2 separate regions of the Pan troglodytes genome follow, and region 2 is linked to region 1. Evidence: chromatin contacts called from public capture Hi-C data. All regions are on one chromosome and are shown on one strand. The core of a region is the stretch at or near the end of the contact, and the rest is flanking DNA. Distances in the headings are between cores, read along the strand shown. Region 1 overlaps HIP1R (huntingtin interacting protein 1 related). Region 2 overlaps ABCB9 (ATP binding cassette subfamily B member 9).

Evidence for each region. Capture Hi-C pulls out chosen DNA fragments and counts their contacts.
Region 2: a contact with region 1 is called in a capture Hi-C map of stem cell-derived neural stem cells, with 4 times the contacts expected there. The contact joins two enhancer-like sites. A contact is called at or near these places in 5 of 7 Hi-C or Micro-C datasets (blood, induced pluripotent stem cells, a lymphoblastoid cell line and 1 more), 1 of 1 datasets of contacts at active chromatin or transcription factors (stem cell-derived excitatory neurons) and 1 of 1 other capture datasets (stem cell-derived neural stem cells).

Annotation. Positions count from the first base shown.
Region 1 is chr10:129,695,511-129,703,393 of NHGRI_mPanTro3-v2.0_pri, forward strand. It overlaps HIP1R (huntingtin interacting protein 1 related), which reads left to right. Exons shown (of 32, transcript XM_054663741.2): 8 at 523-663; 9 at 1,388-1,445; 10 at 1,536-1,611; 11 at 1,748-1,888; 12 at 2,034-2,095; 13 at 2,314-2,386; 14 at 2,464-2,647; 15 at 2,740-2,828; 16 at 2,916-3,032; 17 at 3,109-3,210; 18 at 3,505-3,699; 19 at 4,584-4,731; 20 at 4,831-4,917; 21 at 5,307-5,414; 10 more. Among named protein-coding and RNA genes, the nearest start is that of HIP1R, 23 kb to the left of the region's middle. Within about 2 kb of position 3,646, at least 8 of the 24 cell types and tissues checked have an H3K27ac peak or open chromatin away from gene starts, as enhancers often do. A contact at or near this core is called in stem cell-derived neural stem cells, where this site is marked.
Region 2 is chr10:129,787,465-129,795,347 of NHGRI_mPanTro3-v2.0_pri, forward strand. ABCB9 (ATP binding cassette subfamily B member 9) reads right to left here. Exons shown (of 15, transcript XM_054663774.2): 6 at 7,176-7,290; 7 at 6,513-6,643; 8 at 5,349-5,554; 9 at 2,775-2,972; 10 at 1,145-1,273. Among named protein-coding and RNA genes, the nearest start is that of OGFOD2, 27 kb to the right of the region's middle. Within about 2 kb of position 4,232, at least 7 of the 24 cell types and tissues checked have an H3K27ac peak or open chromatin away from gene starts, as enhancers often do. A contact at or near this core is called in stem cell-derived neural stem cells, where this site is marked.

The DNA of each region.
Region 1 (7,883 bases), core at 2,396-4,895:
TGGGGGTGTCAGGGGCAGGGGAGACGGGCCCTGGGGGTAAGCAAGGTTTCAGGGTCACTTGGGGTGTGCAGAGCCAAGCTGTGACCCTAGTGCCGTGTTACTTGGCAGAGGCCCTGCCTGTTCCCACATCTGTAAAGTTAGGCATTTGGGGTGCTCCATCGTGAGCCTCCTTCCTGCTCTAACATTCAGCGTGGGTTTGAGGCCCGTGGGCATGGAGCTGTCCTTCACCCTTGTCAGTCGGGCACCTCGTCCTGGGCTCCCAGGTGGAGGTCTCTGGAAGCCCTTGCTGAGCTGGGCTGGGAGCTCCTTTGCCCTGACCTTGTTGTTGCCGTTGACCTCCTTCATGGGAGCATCTGGTCTTGACCTGGGGCAGCCACCAGCACACGAGGCTCCCGTCTTGGAGGCAGGGGGCACACTGGTGTGTGGGAGCTGGCTTAGGGCCCTGCTTCACAGTTGGACCACCTTGGACAGGTTGCCCAGCTCCCAAGGGCTCACGTTCTTCCTCCTGCCCCTTTTGCACAGTTTTCCGACAGCTCAACACGGCCATCGCCGTATCCCAGATGTCCTCAGGCCAGTGCCGCCTGGCCCCCCTCATCCAGGTCATCCAGGACTGCAGCCACCTCTACCACTACACGGTCAAGCTCCTGTTCAAGCTACACTCTTGTGAGTGGCCCAGGGCAGCCCCTGGCCCGGAAGGCTGTGTTTATATGGCTTAGACATTCACTGTCAAAAAGGAAAATCGAAAACTTAGAGGTTTATTCATTTAAAAATGGCAGTAATACACCCACTACCCATTAATAGAAATAACATATATTTTATGAAAAAAAAAAAAAAAAAAAAACCCACTACTTTACCAAGCAAAAAACTTAGTGAGTGGCTTGGTTTTCATTTTTACGACTGAATGCCTGGCTCAGCCAAGACGGAGGCCCCACCTGCTCCCAGGAATCTCCCGCCAGGCACCCTGGGGGTGCGAGCGCAAAAAGGCAAAAGGTGTCTGGGGTGTTAGGAGAGTTTTGATCTAACCAACCCCTTGAAAGGGTCTTGTCCCTTGACCACACTTAGAGAACCACTGTGTTAGTGTCAGCGTGGGACCAATGTGTTTGGTGAAAGCGGCTTGCTAGTGCCTCCCGAAGCCAGGTGTGGGTTAGGTGAGATATGGCCGCAGCGCCTTCCTTTCCATTCGCTGTTTCCTTCTCTAGCTCAGTCTGAACTGAGCCCTCCCACAGCGTCTCCCACAGGTCTCCCCATCCCGATGGGAGAGCGGGCCTGGCCCAGTCTCGGGTGATCTCTGATCTGTGAGTTTGTAGCATACGGAGGAACAAGGCAGGGCAGGTGAGCCCCTGAGCAGTGTGCAGAGAAGTCCTGTTACACTTGTGCCACCCTCCAGGTCTCCCTGCGGACACCCTGCAAGGCCACAGGGACCGGTTCCACGAGCAGTTTCACAGGTACTGCCTGGGACAGGGACAGGATTGAGGCCGGTGGGGGAGAGGCTCCGTGGCCCCTTCCTGAACCCGAACTTCCCACCATCTCTGCAGCCTCAGGAACTTCTTCCGCAGAGCCTCCGACATGCTGTACTTCAAGCGGCTCATCCAGATCCCCCGGCTGCCCGAGGTACCACCCCCAAGAGGGCCCCGAGGCCCTTTGAGGACCCCAGGCACCTGGTTGGGCCCCACACAGGCTATGGAGATGGCGGAAGGAGGGCTTGCTTAGGGGACAGCTGAGCAGGTCCCACCTGCCGCCCCTGCAGGGACCCCCTAACTTCCTGCGGGCCTCAGCCCTGGCTGAGCACATCAAGCCGGTGGTGGTGATCCCCGAGGAGGCCCCGGAGGATGAGGAGCCGGAGAATCTCATTGAGATCAGCACAGGGCCCCCCGTGGGGGAGCCAGTGGTGAGCCCCCTGCCCAGCCCGTGTCCCCCAGTCCTCCAGCTGCAGCATGAGGCCAACGGGAGTGTCGGGTGGCCAGCCCTCCCTTTGCCCACTGCCCGGCCTGGAGGGCACAGGTGAGTGGGGTCACCATGCTTTGCTGTGGCAGGTGGTGGCTGACCTCTTCGATCAGACGTTTGGACCCCCCAATGGCTCTGTGAAGGACGACAGGTGAGGGCTGGAGGAGCCGACTGGGCTGGGGGTGGTTGGAAACGGCCTCAGCTGAGCTGTGCTCTGGACAGTTCTGTCTGGAAAGGCCATGGGTGGGGAACATGAACCCGTGAGGTGCCCAAATCCTGAGTGGCCACTGAGGAGGAGACAGGTTCCTGTGCTGGGTCTGTTGACTGTTCTGGTTGACTTAACTTGACCCCCAGGACCTCTGTCCCCAGGGACCTCCAGATTGAGAGCTTGAAGAGAGAGGTGGAAATGCTCCGCTCTGAACTGGAGAAGATCAAGCTGGAGGTGCCGGGGTGGGGATGGGTGGGGGCCAGGGCCCCTCACGGCCCAGGCAGGGCCCCACGTCACACCTCCTCCCGCAGGCCCAGCGGTACATCGCGCAGCTGAAGAGCCAGGTGAATGCACTGGAGGGTGAGCTGGAGGAGCAGCGGAAGCAGAAGCAGAAGGCCCTGGTGGATAATGAGCAGCTCCGCCACGAGCTGGCCCAGCTGAGGGCTGCCCAGCTGGAGGGCGAGCGGAGCCAGGGCCTGCGTGAGGAGGCTGAGAGTACGTGGGGCCTTGGCCACAGGGGTCCAAGGGTGTGTCCCCAGCCCCTGCCACCCCACACGGGGCATCACTGCCTCTTCTCTCGCCCCCAGGGAAGGCCAGTGCCACAGAGGCGCGCTACAACAAGCTGAAGGAAAAGCACAGTGAGCTCGTCCATGTGCATGCGGAGCTGCTCAGAAAGGTAGGTGCAGCCCATCCTCCATCCCAGCCGGTGGCAGGGCCTCTCGGGGATGGCAGCAGAGCATGAGCCCTTCCCCTGCCCATGCAGAACGCGGACACAGCCAAGCAGCTGACGGTGACGCAGCAAAGCCAGGAGGAGGTGGCGCGGGTGAAGGAGCAGCTGGCCTTCCAGGTGGAGCAGGTGAAGCGGGAGTCGGAGTTGAAGGTATGTCCCTTGTGGCACAGGGCCCTGCCCCGGCATCCCCAGCCCACTGCCCCAGTGACACGCTGTCCTGTCCCAGCTAGAGGAGCAGAGCGACCAGCTGGAGAAGCTCAAGAGGGAGCTGGAGGCCAAGGCTGGAGAGCTGGCCCGCGCACAGGAGGCCCTGAGCCACACAGAGCAGGTGCATCTGGCTTTGATGACTGGGGGTGGGGTTCTGGGGCCAGTCCTGGGTGGAAGTCAGGTCCTCTTTGCCGTGAACAGGCCCCACCTGGGTGCCACTCGGTGATCCTGGGATGCAGCCCTGACCCAGACCCAGGGGCTACATGGGAGACAGGACCTACCGCTGGTCCTCAGGGAGCCCTGAGTCTAATGGAAGTGATCACTAACCCCCAGGGCCCAGTTTATAAGCGTGGGGGCAGGGTGGGTGGGGCCTGGGAGCTCTGTTCACATGCCTGGTGTCCATGTCTGTCCACAGAGCAAGTCGGAGCTGAGCTCACGGCTGGACACGCTGAGTGCGGAGAAGGATGCTCTGAGTGGAGCTGTGCGGCAGCGGGAGGCAGACCTGCTGGCGGCGCAGAGCCTGGTGCGCGAGACAGAGGCGGCGCTGAGCCGGGAGCAGCAGCGCAGCTCCCAGGAGCAGGGCGAGTTGCAGGGCCAGCTGGCAGAGAGGGTATGGCCTCCCCAGATGCAGCAGCACTACTGAGTTCACTGCCATCTGGCAACCATCGATCTGTCTCCGTGATCTGCCTGTTCTAGAGATTTCATGTAAAGGGGATCATACACGATGCATCCTTTTGTGTCCGGCTTCTTCACTCAGCATCACGTTGTCAAGGGTCACCACATCATAGCCTGTGTCAGCACCTCATTCCTTTTATGGCTGAGTCGTACTCTGCCGTGTGGACAGACCACATTGTGTTTATCTGTTCATCACTTGGTGGACGTTGGGTTTGTTGCAACTTTCTGGCTGTTGTAAATAGTGCTGCTGTGGGCCTTTGAGCACAAGTTTCTGTGTAAACATCTGCCATCACTTATCTTGGATAGATAGCTGATGTGTGTGGAACACAGTAGAACTGCTGGGTCTCACCTCTGTTACCCTGTTGAGAAACTACCAGACTGTTTTCCAAAGTGGCTGCACCATTTTACACTCCCACCAGCAACGCATGAATGTTCCAGTTTCTCCACATCCTTGCCAATGCTTATTATTGTCTTCTTTTCATTTTAGCCATCCTAGTGGGTGTGGAGTGGTTTCTCACTGTCTTGATTTGTGTTTCCCTGATAGCAAAGGGTGCTACATATCTTTTCATGAGCTACCTGGCCATTTGTGTATCTTTGGAGAAATGTCTTTTAGGACCTTGAGCTCACGTTTTAATTGGGTTATCTTTTTATTATTGAGCTGTGCACTGTGGGAAGCCTCTTTCTAGAAATCTCCACCCCCCTGACCAGTGAGGGTCTCAGCTGGGCTCCAACTGGTGGCCCATGGGTCAGTCCAAGGCTGGGGCACATCCTTGGCCTTGGGGAGGATCTCTAACCTGCCCTCTTCACCCCCATTGCCAGGAGTCTCAGGAGCAGGGGCTGCGGCAGAGGCTGCTGGACGAGCAGTTCGCAGTGCTGCGGGGCGCTGCTGCCGAGGCCGCGGGCATCCTGCAGGATGCCGTGAGCAAGCTGGACGACCCCCTGCACCTGCGCTGTACCAGCTCCCCAGGTAGACAGTGGGGCCACACTCAGCCGCTCCCCTGCCTCCTTCCCATCCCCAGCCCTGAGCAGCGGGTGGCAGGAGCCTCAGTTCTCCTTGTGCTTGCAGACTACCTGGTGAGCAGGGCCCAGGAGGCCTTGGATGCCGTGAGCACCCTGGAGGAGGGCCACGCCCAGTACCTGACCTCCTTGGCAGGTGAGTGTAGCCAGGGCAGGGCGGAGGTGGGGGCTGTGTCCCAGTTCCAGCGCCCATGGCCACCTCTTGCCTTTTGAGAGGTTTACAGACAGCAGGGACCTCTCTGGGAAGCCAAGCCCCCTGCCTGCTCCTTCCCAGGAACCCACCCCTGCCCTGTGGACAAATAGGCTTTTGCCTCTGGGGCCTGGGCCACCATATGTCTGCAGGTGGCAGAGCACTGAAGGGCCCGGGGCCACACACTGGTGTGGTTCCCACTGCCTCCTGGACGTCGTCTTGCCGAGCCCTCCTTTCCTCTTCCTCCTCCTCCTGGGAGAGCTGGCCACCGACGGTGCCAGTGCTAGTGTCTCAGTGTCATCCTCCCCCAACCTTGGCCCCACCCACCCGCACAGACGCCTCCGCCCTGGTGGCAGCTCTGACCCGCTTCTCCCACCTGGCTGCGGATACCATCATCAATGGCGGTGCCACCTCGCACCTGGCTCCCACCGACCCTGCCGACCGTAAGTGGGTCCTGGGATGGCAGGTTCTGTCCACCTCACTAGCTTGTCTCCCCTGGGGGTCCTTATGGGGCCTGTGGTGGGGGGCTCCACTCACGGTCCTTTCTCACCCCAGGCCTCATAGACACCTGCAGGGAGTGCGGGGCCCGGGCTCTGGAGCTCATGGGGCAGCTGCAGGACCAGCAGGCTCTGCGGCACATGCAGGCCAGCCTGGTGCGGACACCCCTGCAGGGCATCCTTCAGCTGGGCCAGGTGAGGCACAGCTGAGTGTGGGTTTGGGAGGCTTGGGCCTGCCTCTGACCTCTGCACCCACCTCTGGGTTGGCTGAACAGGTGTTTGTGCGTGGAGCCTGCAGCCTCAGGACACAGGGTGGGGACCATGCACCCTCCTCGATCCCTGTGGCCCCCAACCTCTTTCCCAGGCTGCCCGTGGGATTGGGGGGATGGAGGCTACCCCTGTCTGACTCCCATCCTCACCAGGAACTGAAACCCAAGAGCCTGGATGTGCGGCAGGAGGAGCTGGGGGCCATGGTCGACAAGGAGATGGCGGCCACATCCGCAGCCATTGAAGATGCCGTGCGGAGGATCGAGGTGAGCACGGGATCTGGGGACTCCCCTCATTCCTGTGGAGCTTTGGGGGCCGGAGGCCCCAACTGGGCTGGGTACAGGCTGCACCCACTCCTGCTCTCAGCCTCCAGAGAGAGGACAGATGGCGTTTTCCAGGGGCCTGTGAGGTCAGAGCTGAGAGGGCAGGAGGCAGCCCTGGCTTTCCCAGGACCACGGTCCCCTCCTCCCAGCCAGCTCACGGCTCTGTTCTTGGGTGCAGGACATGATGAACCAGGCACGCCACGCCAGCTCGGGGGTGAAGCTGGAGGTGAACGAGAGGTGAGCCCCCCCTTCTGTCCCCCCAGGCCCAGCCCGAGGTGGGCTGCCCGTGGCCCCTAAGGTTCTGACCCCAACTGTTCTGCTCACGGGAAAGGAAGGCCTGGCTCAGAGCAGACACTCCCTCCCCACCTGCTGAGCCCTGCTGTGGCCAGGCCCGCCATGGCGTCGTGTGGGCTGCAATGCAGAGCGGCAGCTAAGTCTCTCCTTCTCTCCCCCAGGATCCTCAACTCCTGCACAGACCTGATGAAGGTGAGGGGCTGTGACCTGGGGGGGTCTGCACCTGGAGGGCCACCAGTCATTGCTGTCTTGGTCTCGGCAGGCTATCCGGCTTCTGGTGACGACATCCACTAGCCTGCAGAAGGAGATCGTGGAGAGCGGCAGGGTGAGGGGCCGGCGGCAGCAGGGCACAGTCCACAAGGAGCCTGACCCCCAGCCTAGGCCACCCTGGGCATGAGACCCTCCACCCCCTACCACAGGGAGGCCTCAGGGATGTGCCCTATGGCCAGAGTGAGGGGGAGAGGGCCCTTGAGGACCCCTTTCCACCTTTGGTGTCCTTGACTGGCATGTCCTGCCCTGTTCTCCCGTCGCCACTAGGGGGCAGCCACGCAGCAGGAATTTTACGCCAAGAACTCGCGCTGGACCGAAGGCCTCATCTCGGCCTCCAAGGCTGTGGGCTGGGGAGCCACACAGCTGGTGTAGGTTGCCCTGGGTGGGGGGGGGGGGCAGGGGGCTGCTTCCTGCCAGTTGGAGCAGTTTGGGAGTCAGCAGGGTGCAGGGAGTAGAGGGGGTGTGGAGTGGTGCCAGCCGTCCGTGGGGTCAGAGACCCTGGCCCTGACTGGCCCTTGCCCCGCAGGGAGGCAGCTGACAAGGTGGTGCTTCACACGGGCAAGTATGAGGAGCTCATCGTCTGCTCCCACGAGATCGCAGCCAGCACGGCCCAGCTGGTGGCGGCCTCCAAGGTGAGCTTGCACGCCGACAGCAGCACACCGGGCTCTGGGCCCAGCTTGGCCTGGGCTGTGGCTGCCAAGCCCAGGCCTGCTGCTGCCCTGAGCTGGGAGACCTGAGCCCACCCTGACCTCTCGCCCCTCAGGTGAAGGCCAACAAGCACAGCCCCCACCTGAGCCGCCTGCAGGAATGTTCTCGCACAGTCAATGAGAGGGCTGCCAATGTGGTGGCCTCCACCAAGTCAGGCCAGGAGCAGATTGAGGACAGAGGTGAGTGCCAGATGCCAACGGGGGCTGCTGGCTCCCGAGGCTGAATGGGGGTGGGTGTCCAGATGTTCACCCCCTTGCCCTCTGGCCACAGACACCATGGATTTCTCCGGCCTGTCCCTCATCAAGCTGAAGAAGCAGGAGATGGAGACCCAGGTAGGCGCCCATGGCTGCCCCGTGACCTCTGAGCTCATCCCTCGGGCGAAGCCTGGACCCAGGAGAGAGCTCCCTGGGGAGGCTGGGCTGGGCTGAGCAGGCCGTGTGGCTACAGGTGCGTGTCCTGGAGCTGGAGAAGACGCTGGAGGCTGAACGCATGCGGCTGGGGGAGTTGCGGAAGCAACACTATGTGCTGGCTGGGGCATCAGGCAGCCCTGGAG
Region 2 (7,883 bases), core at 2,982-5,481, 93 kb after region 1:
CCACCACTCACTCTGCTGACTTCCTTCCTTCCACGTCTCACTTTCCACTCCCACCCCCGTTTCCTGAGATCACCTCCCAAACAAATCCGTTGCACGCCAATTCTGTCTCAGGATCTGCTTGTGCGGAAACCAAAATCAAGACAATCTAAAACACCCTTGCATTTCCGAGGCACTACACTGGAAGTAGGCTGGGAGGAAGTCAGGCCTGGCTGGCCCTGAGCCCCGTTCCCGAGCAAATGTGGTGGACGAGTCACTCCACCGCTCAGGTTCAGTTTTCTTTTCATCACTTCAATTTCTCACAGAGCTGTTAAAACCATTTTCTGAAATCACCTCTGTCCCTAAAGGGTGTTGCTGTCACTTGTTGGTAGTATTATCATTCTTTCTTTCTTTTGTTTTTTTTGAGATGGAGTTCCGCTTTGGTTGCCCAGGCTGGAGTGCAGTGGCGCGATCTTGGCTCACTGTAACCTCTGCCTCCCAGGTTCAAGCGATTCTCCTGCCTCGGCCTCCTGAGGTGTGAGCCACCGCACCTGGCCCTTTCTTTCTTTTTGAGACACGGTCTCTCTCTGTCGTCCAGCCTGGAGTGCAGTGGCGTGATCACGGCTCACTGCGGCCTTGACCTCCCAGGCTCAAGCGATTCTCTAGCCTCAGCCTCCTGAGGACCTGGGATTACAGGCACATGCCACCATACTCGGCTTGCCTATTTATTTATCGAGACGGAGTCTCGCTCTGTCACCCAGGCTGGAGTGCAGTGGTGCGATCTTAGCTCACTGCAACCTCTGCCTCCAGGGTTCAAGCAATTCTCCTCTCAAGTAGCTGGGATTACAGGTACCCACCAACACGCTTGGCTAATTTTTGTGTTTTCAGTAGAGATGGGGTTTCACCATGTTGGCCAGGCTGGTCTCGAACTCCTGACCTCAAGTGATCCACCTGCCTCCGCCTCCCAAAGTTCTGGGATTATAGGCGTGAGCCACCACGCCCTGCCTAGTATCATCATTCTTGATATGATCATGCTGTCTCCCCTACTTACCTTAGAGAGAAATACCACATTGTCAGAGTCCCTGGAGCCCCGCCCCCACCCTGTTAAGATCCCTCTTCCCCAAACTCCTCCCTTCTCTCTGGATCCCCGGACACACTGGTCTCTCACCTCCATACAATCTCCCAGGACAAACTCGTAGATGATGAAGGCGATGAGGTTGCCGCTGGTCATCTGGCCCGAGATGACAAGGTGGCCCCCGTAGTAGAGGATGCTGACCTGGACCACCAGCAGTGTGAGCTGGGGCAGAGGGAGAGGGGATGTGGGTCGGGGGGACCTTAGATCCCCCACCATCCCCATTCCCTGACCCATCCCAGGCTGCAGGGGGAGGTGAGGGCAGACCCAGCCACAAACTGAAATGCCGGCCGTTGGCAGGGGTGTCTTCCAAGGCTTGTCACTCATGCCTTCCCCTGCCCCGAGCATTTCCCTACAGAGGCCTCCAGCTGGAGCAGGCTGTGGGCTTGGCCACAGAACAAGGCTTTCTTTGTGAGGTCCTGGCACACACATGCCACCCCCAGGCTCCTCAGCTTGGCCACCTGGGAACTATTTGTCCTCCTCATGGGGAAGAGCATGACTCAGAGAGGGCAAGTGCCCTGGCTAAGGTCACACAGTGAGCTCTCTGTCTCCTCCCCCAGTGGGGTTCTGTGAAGAAGGGGCTGTGATGGGGGCGCCCATGCCTTCCTCCTGTGCCTGGGGGGCATCTGGGAAGGGAGTGGAGTCTGAGTACCCATGGCAGCCCACACCCTAGTCAGGGACTCCATCTGTCCTCCTCACGCCCAGCCAGAACTAGGCTGCTGTCTGGACCACCGTGCCTTGGTGGAAGCTGCAAAGGCACCCCCTGCCAGCAGACGGATTGCTAAGAGGCTCAGCCAGCTGAGCTGGACCTCAGCCCCTCCTCTCCTCCTTGGCTGATACTTTTGGGAGGTGGCAGCACCAGGAAGTCCCAGATATCCTCTTTCCCCTGGCTCCCCTGTAGACCACCAGCTCCCTCCTCCCTCTCACTCCAAACTCTCCTCATTCCTCCGCAGCTATGCCCTGACCTGCCTACCTCCCATGTGTGTCCAGTGTAGCAGTGACATGATCCAAGTGCTCCCCATCCTCCAAGGAGAGGCTGTGACTCACTCCCGGGAGTGTGCCAGACACTGTCGGGAGTGTGTGTGGCTGTGACATGAGACCTGCCCGAAAGTGGCCTAGGGACCTGCTGACTCCCCACCTCAGCAAGGATGTTTCCCCAGCTGGGAAAAGAAAGCTCCCACCCTGCCACCCCATGCCAGGTGACTGGGAGAGGGGCAGCCTTGCTTCTGGGAAAGATTCTCAGCAGGGCGCGGTGGCTCACGCCTGTAATCCCAGCACTTTGGGAGGCTGATGCGGGTGGATCACCTGAGCTCAGGAGTTCGAGACCAGCCTGGCCAAGATAGTGAAACCCCGTCTCTACCAAAAATACAAAAATTAGCCAGGCATGGTGGCGGGCGCCTGTGGTCCCAGCTATGCAGGAGGCTGAGGCAGGAGAATTGCTTGAACCCAGGAGGCGGAGGTTGCAGTGAGCTGAGATGGTGCCACTGCACTCCAGCCTGGGTGACAGAGTGAGGCTCTGTCTCAAAAAAAAAAAAAAAAAGAAAGAAAGAAAGATTCTCCACCAGCTTGATACCAACATGCAGGGCTGATGTCCTAGATCGAGGGCTTCCCCCATCTTTGCATCCCATCCCTCCACAGCCAGAACTGCCTGGCCAGGGGCACGTACCCCGCTGCCCCAGACGTAGTACATGTAGGCAGCTGCCTCCTTCCTGTTCAGCTTGTACACCTGCTGCAGCTTCCGCAGGTACACCTCTGCCTCCTCCTCCTCATTGGCGAAGCTCCGGACAGTCTTCATGGCACTGATGGTCTCCTCCGCCGTGTTGCTCGCTCTGGCCAGGGCATTCTGGACCTCTTTGGAGAGCCTCTATGGACAGGAGGGGGACAAGAAGGAGAAGACCCCCAAAACAGCCTCACTATGTACTGGAGCCCCCAGGCCTCTCTGGGTTTTTCCACCCTTCGCTGGCACCAGCTATATGCAAGAGGTTCCTAGGACAAAAAGACAAGATCTAGCCCTTTCTCCCCCATCTCCTTCTGGCTCAATTTGACACACTCAGATAGTCAACTCCAGAGAGGCTCTTGGGGCAATGGTTTCAGCTCCTGAAGGATAGGGGGTGCTGATCGTTAAGTCATCCCCAGTATTCAAAAGAGGCTATTCATGACTGGACAGTTTTTGGTAATCCTTTCAGAAAAGGGGCCTCAACACCTGACCCTGTGCTGGAAGAGCAGGGGATGCCTTGGGCGGTTGTTCAGGTTGTACACTATGTAAGAAACACCAACTATTAAAGGGGCACCATTTACATCATCAACATAAATTATGTTAGAGCCTGAGGGTTGATAAAGAGATTCCAGAACTCCCAGCCAAGTTCTACATGGTGGCAGGGGCCATGGGTTGTGAAATCTGCCCACACCATATGCATGTCACCACAGGCAGAGCTGAAAAGTGGTCCCAAGTGTGCGGCCATCAGGCTGCTGTTCACCAGAGTCCTGGGAGAGGCCCCTGGGTGGAGCTGTTCACACTTTGCAGGAGTCACTGTGCTGATTCTCAAGCCAGCCAGGAAGGCTGCCTGAGAGTCCAGGACAGGAGCATGCACTGGCATGTCCCATGACCATGTGTCACGCCCTAGCCGCAGGAAGCATGCAGGGTGCCTGAGTCATGTTTGGCCATGGGCGGTGTGTGTGGTTTGTGGAGATGACTCGCTGGCTACACACAACACATTCAGGCATGGAGTGGAAAACCCAAATTGAGCCTTCCTGAGGCCTCCCTTAGCTGAACTAAAAGGCAGGGCCTGCAGTGCACACAGAGGTGGGGGCTGAGGGGGAGCTCCAGGGTTTCTTGCTCCATCCCAGGGGCTGGTGGGAAGGCCGGAAGCAAGGGGTGGGGAGCAGCGTGCCAGAAATGGCTCAGACTCTAAAGAATAGATTTACTTTCTCATCTCAGTGAGGACAGTGGGGAGGCTCGTGACCAGGAACTTCGGGAAGAGGTCCTACCTGTGTGGCTGGAGAAGGCTGTGGGGAGTGGCCTCACCGGGGGTTGGGAGGGAGATGGCTTCCTTTGCTACCCTGGTCTCAGGTCACCAACACCAAAGGCTCCAATGGAGCTGCGACAACGACTTACCCGGCACCACCTGGAGGCCGTCATGCATCCAAGCCCCTGCTCTAGAGTACCCCACGTGGGCCTGGGTGACTGTGAGGGGGTTGCCTGTACCTGTCACAGGGTCACAGCCCTGCCTATCTGAACCCAGCCTATCTGTCCCTTAGGGCTCGGGGGCACCCGCCCATTCAGGAAGCAGGAGGAGGGTGAGGTCAAACCTGGCTCACGGGCCTAGCTCGGAAGCAGAAGCAGTGCCGTGGGGTGGCCAGAGGGGACAGCAGCCTGCCCATGATGGCATCACAGCGGGCCCACACCACCCCCACATACACACCAGGCACGTTCCAACCCAGGGCCTTTTCACGGGCTGTGCCCTCTGCTCAGCACATACCTTCCAAGATGCCCGCCTCCTTCAGACCCTTGTTCAGATGTCCCCTTCTCAGCAAGACCTATTTAACTTGTATTTATTCATTCATTTTAGAGACAGGGTCTTGCTGTGTCACCCAGGCTAGAGTATAGTGGCACGATCATTGCTCACTACAGCCTCGACCTCCTGGGCTCAGGCGATCCTCCACCTCAGCATCCCAGGTAGCTGGGACCACAGGCATGCGCCACCAAGCCCAGCTAACTAAAAAAAATTTTTTTTTATAGAGATGGGGTCTTGCTATATTGTCCAATCTTGTCTCGAACTCCTAGGCTCAAGTGGTCCTCCTGCCTGTGCCTCCCAAAGTTCTGGGATTACAGGCATGAGCCACCGGGCCCAGCCAGTAAATCCAATTTAAAATTGCAGCTACACCCAATGCTCCCAATCCCTCTGCTCACTTCATGTTTCTCCTTAGCACTGACCATCTTTTACTGTATTGTGGATTCTCATTCTTTATGCTGTTGGTACCTAATATCTGTCTCTGACACTAGATACAAGTTCCAGGAAGGCAGGGGCCTTGTCTTTTTCACTGATGTATCCCAGTGCCTGGGACATAGCAGGTGGTCAATAATTATTTACTGAATGAGCGAAGAAATGAATGAATGAATGCAAACACAGCCTCAAGACCTGTCCTTCACTAGCCCTTAGTGGCCCCCTGAGCCCCTCCTAAGGGGATGTTTGGGGGCTGCCAGGGCGCACAGTCCCCAGCAGAGACGGGGCAGGCCTACCTTGTAGTACTTGCCGTAGATGTTGGACACCATCATGATGATGGGGAAGCCCATGAAGGTGACCAAGGAGAGCTGCCATGAGAGGCTGAACATGAAGACCACCACGCCCGTGACCTTGACTGTGTTCCGCAGGAAGACATTGATGTTCTGGGAGACCAGGTCGCTGACCATGGTGGTGTCCGAGGTCAGGCGGGAGATGAGGTCCCCTGGAACACACGCGGCGCAGCTCTCACCACAGCAACCCGGGCCTCGGGGGTGGCGGTGGGGGATGCTAAGGGGCCTCTGAGACAGACACTGGGAAGCCGGGCCTCCCTACCTGTGGGCGGGGTTGGGGGGTGGGGGAGAAGAGCAGATACCCCTCGAGGGCTACTCTGAGCCAATCCCAGTCATCAGCATCTTGCTTAAGCTTCACGACATCCCGCTGTACAGCGGAGGAGGCTGGGGCTCAGAACAGGAAGGCCCCTGTAGAGTCACACAGCCTGTCTGTGACTGAGCCAGACTTCAAACCCATGTCTCCTCCCTGTCACTGGCAGAGGGGGTAACTCCTCTTCCCTTCTAGGGAAATAACAACCTGGCTGGTGGCGGGCAGGAAAGCACAGACACTTCTTACCTAAGTTGGACATTGTGCTAAGAGCTGTGTAAGGACCCCATGGGGTGGCTACTATCCGTGTTCCCATTTTACAGACAAGAAAACAGAGGATCAGAGAGGTGAAGTTCGTGAGTGGAGGAACCAGGGCTTCGACCCAGGCTGGTGTCTCTCAGAGCTTGGATCTTGGTGGATATTCTATCGTCTTTCCCGTTGTGGCCCCTGGCCCTCACCCGCTGACCCCCATGGGAGCAGGGTCTCTGTCGGCCACAGGCATGGGTAGTCCTGGCCCTGGTGGTTTCCATGGGGCAATGGAAAGCAAGGCCTTGGCTCCTGCAGGGACCTCGGGTGGCCTGGCCTGGGCCCCACAGAGGCCGCAGCCCACACCAAAACCTCAGTGAGCAAGCCAGCTCCCAGGACACAGGCCAAGCCCAGGGTGTTCCCAGCCTGAACTAACAGCAGGAGGAGAAGACAGAGGGCTGAGACCACCCACACGCCCATTTCATTCCTCAGGGCCAGGCAAGCCCACAGGGGTGGGGCCCAGCCCCCAGGACACCTAGGGCACTGGAAGGACCAACCTGTGCGATTCTCATCAAAGAAGCTTGTCTCCTGGGACACCAGTGAGCGGAAGAGACAGTTTCGAAGGCGAATGTTCAGTCTGGCAAATATGAGGGTAAAAATGCCGCCCCGAATACCTGCGGCAAATGAGCTAATTGCAGATAAGAGATGTTATAGCACGATGTCCTTCCAGACCAGTGACCACACCCGGCTGCCCCCTCCCGCTGCCGGCAGGCCTGGGAGCCCCACCGCAGCCCCACTCCAGGGCTGGCATCCCTGTGGGGTCCCCCTCATTCCCAGTGGGAGCCCCCCTCAAGGTGAGGGCAAAGGGGACAGTTGTGGGACAAGAGACCCAAATGTGCCAGCCAGATCCTCTTCCTTCCAGAACAGCTCAGACAAAGCCGGTTCTGTTTGGGACCAGATTCCTACTTGGAAAACAGCCAGGGAGGGTGAGCAGGGAACCCTGAGGACTGAAGCCCTTTTCAGGGACCAGAGGGTGTGGTTCTAGCGTGCTCTAAGACAGTGTGGAAGCCGGTTCCCAGGGTGACCAGCTGAGGGACAGGCCCACCAGGGGCATTTCCAGGGCCTCCCTGGCCCCTGTCTTCCTTAGGAACAGGCCCTCCCTTCCCTCCCTGGTGCAAGTCGGGGTGTGCGGGGCAGGGCGTGGGGGTTGAGCCAGCTACCTGCCAATGGCCAGCAGGCACACGATGACGACAGCCGTGCTGAACTGATCCATGCTTTTCTGGATGACGATGCCATCAATGGCGCGGCCCGTGTAGTAGGGCAGGAAGGTCTCTCCTGGGGGAGGCAGGGCAGCCTCAGGGACGTCTGCAGCCAGAGGAACCCGCACCCTTCCTCCTGAGGCTCCAGAAGTCCACACACCAACCCCTCTGCCCACTCCACCGGTGGGCTTTCCTCCCTCGGCAAACTCTTGCTGCCCATCGTGGGGCCCCAGGGTGCTTAATGCCCCCCTCCTCAGAGAACAGGGGAGCACTGGGCCTGCTGGTTCTTCTTTATTTATAGTGGCTACTAGGCATCGAGCCAGGGCTCCTGCAGGATGCTTCATTCTCTTGTTTTTTGAGACAGGGTCTCGCTGTGTCCCCCAGGCTGGAGTGCAGTGGTGTAATCATAGCTCACTGCAGCATCAAACTCCTGGGCTCAGGTGATCCTCCTGTCTCAGCCTCCTGAGTAGGGAATACAGGCATGTGCCACCATGCCAGGCTAATTTTTTTTTTTTTTTTGTAGAGACAGGGGTCTCACTATGTGGCCCAAGCTGGTCTCAACCTCCTGGGTTGAAGCAATCCTCCTACCTTGGCCTCCCAAAGTACTGGGATTATAGGTATGAGCCACCGCTCCTGAACTTTGTTTCATTCCCTTTGGAGCAGGCCCTG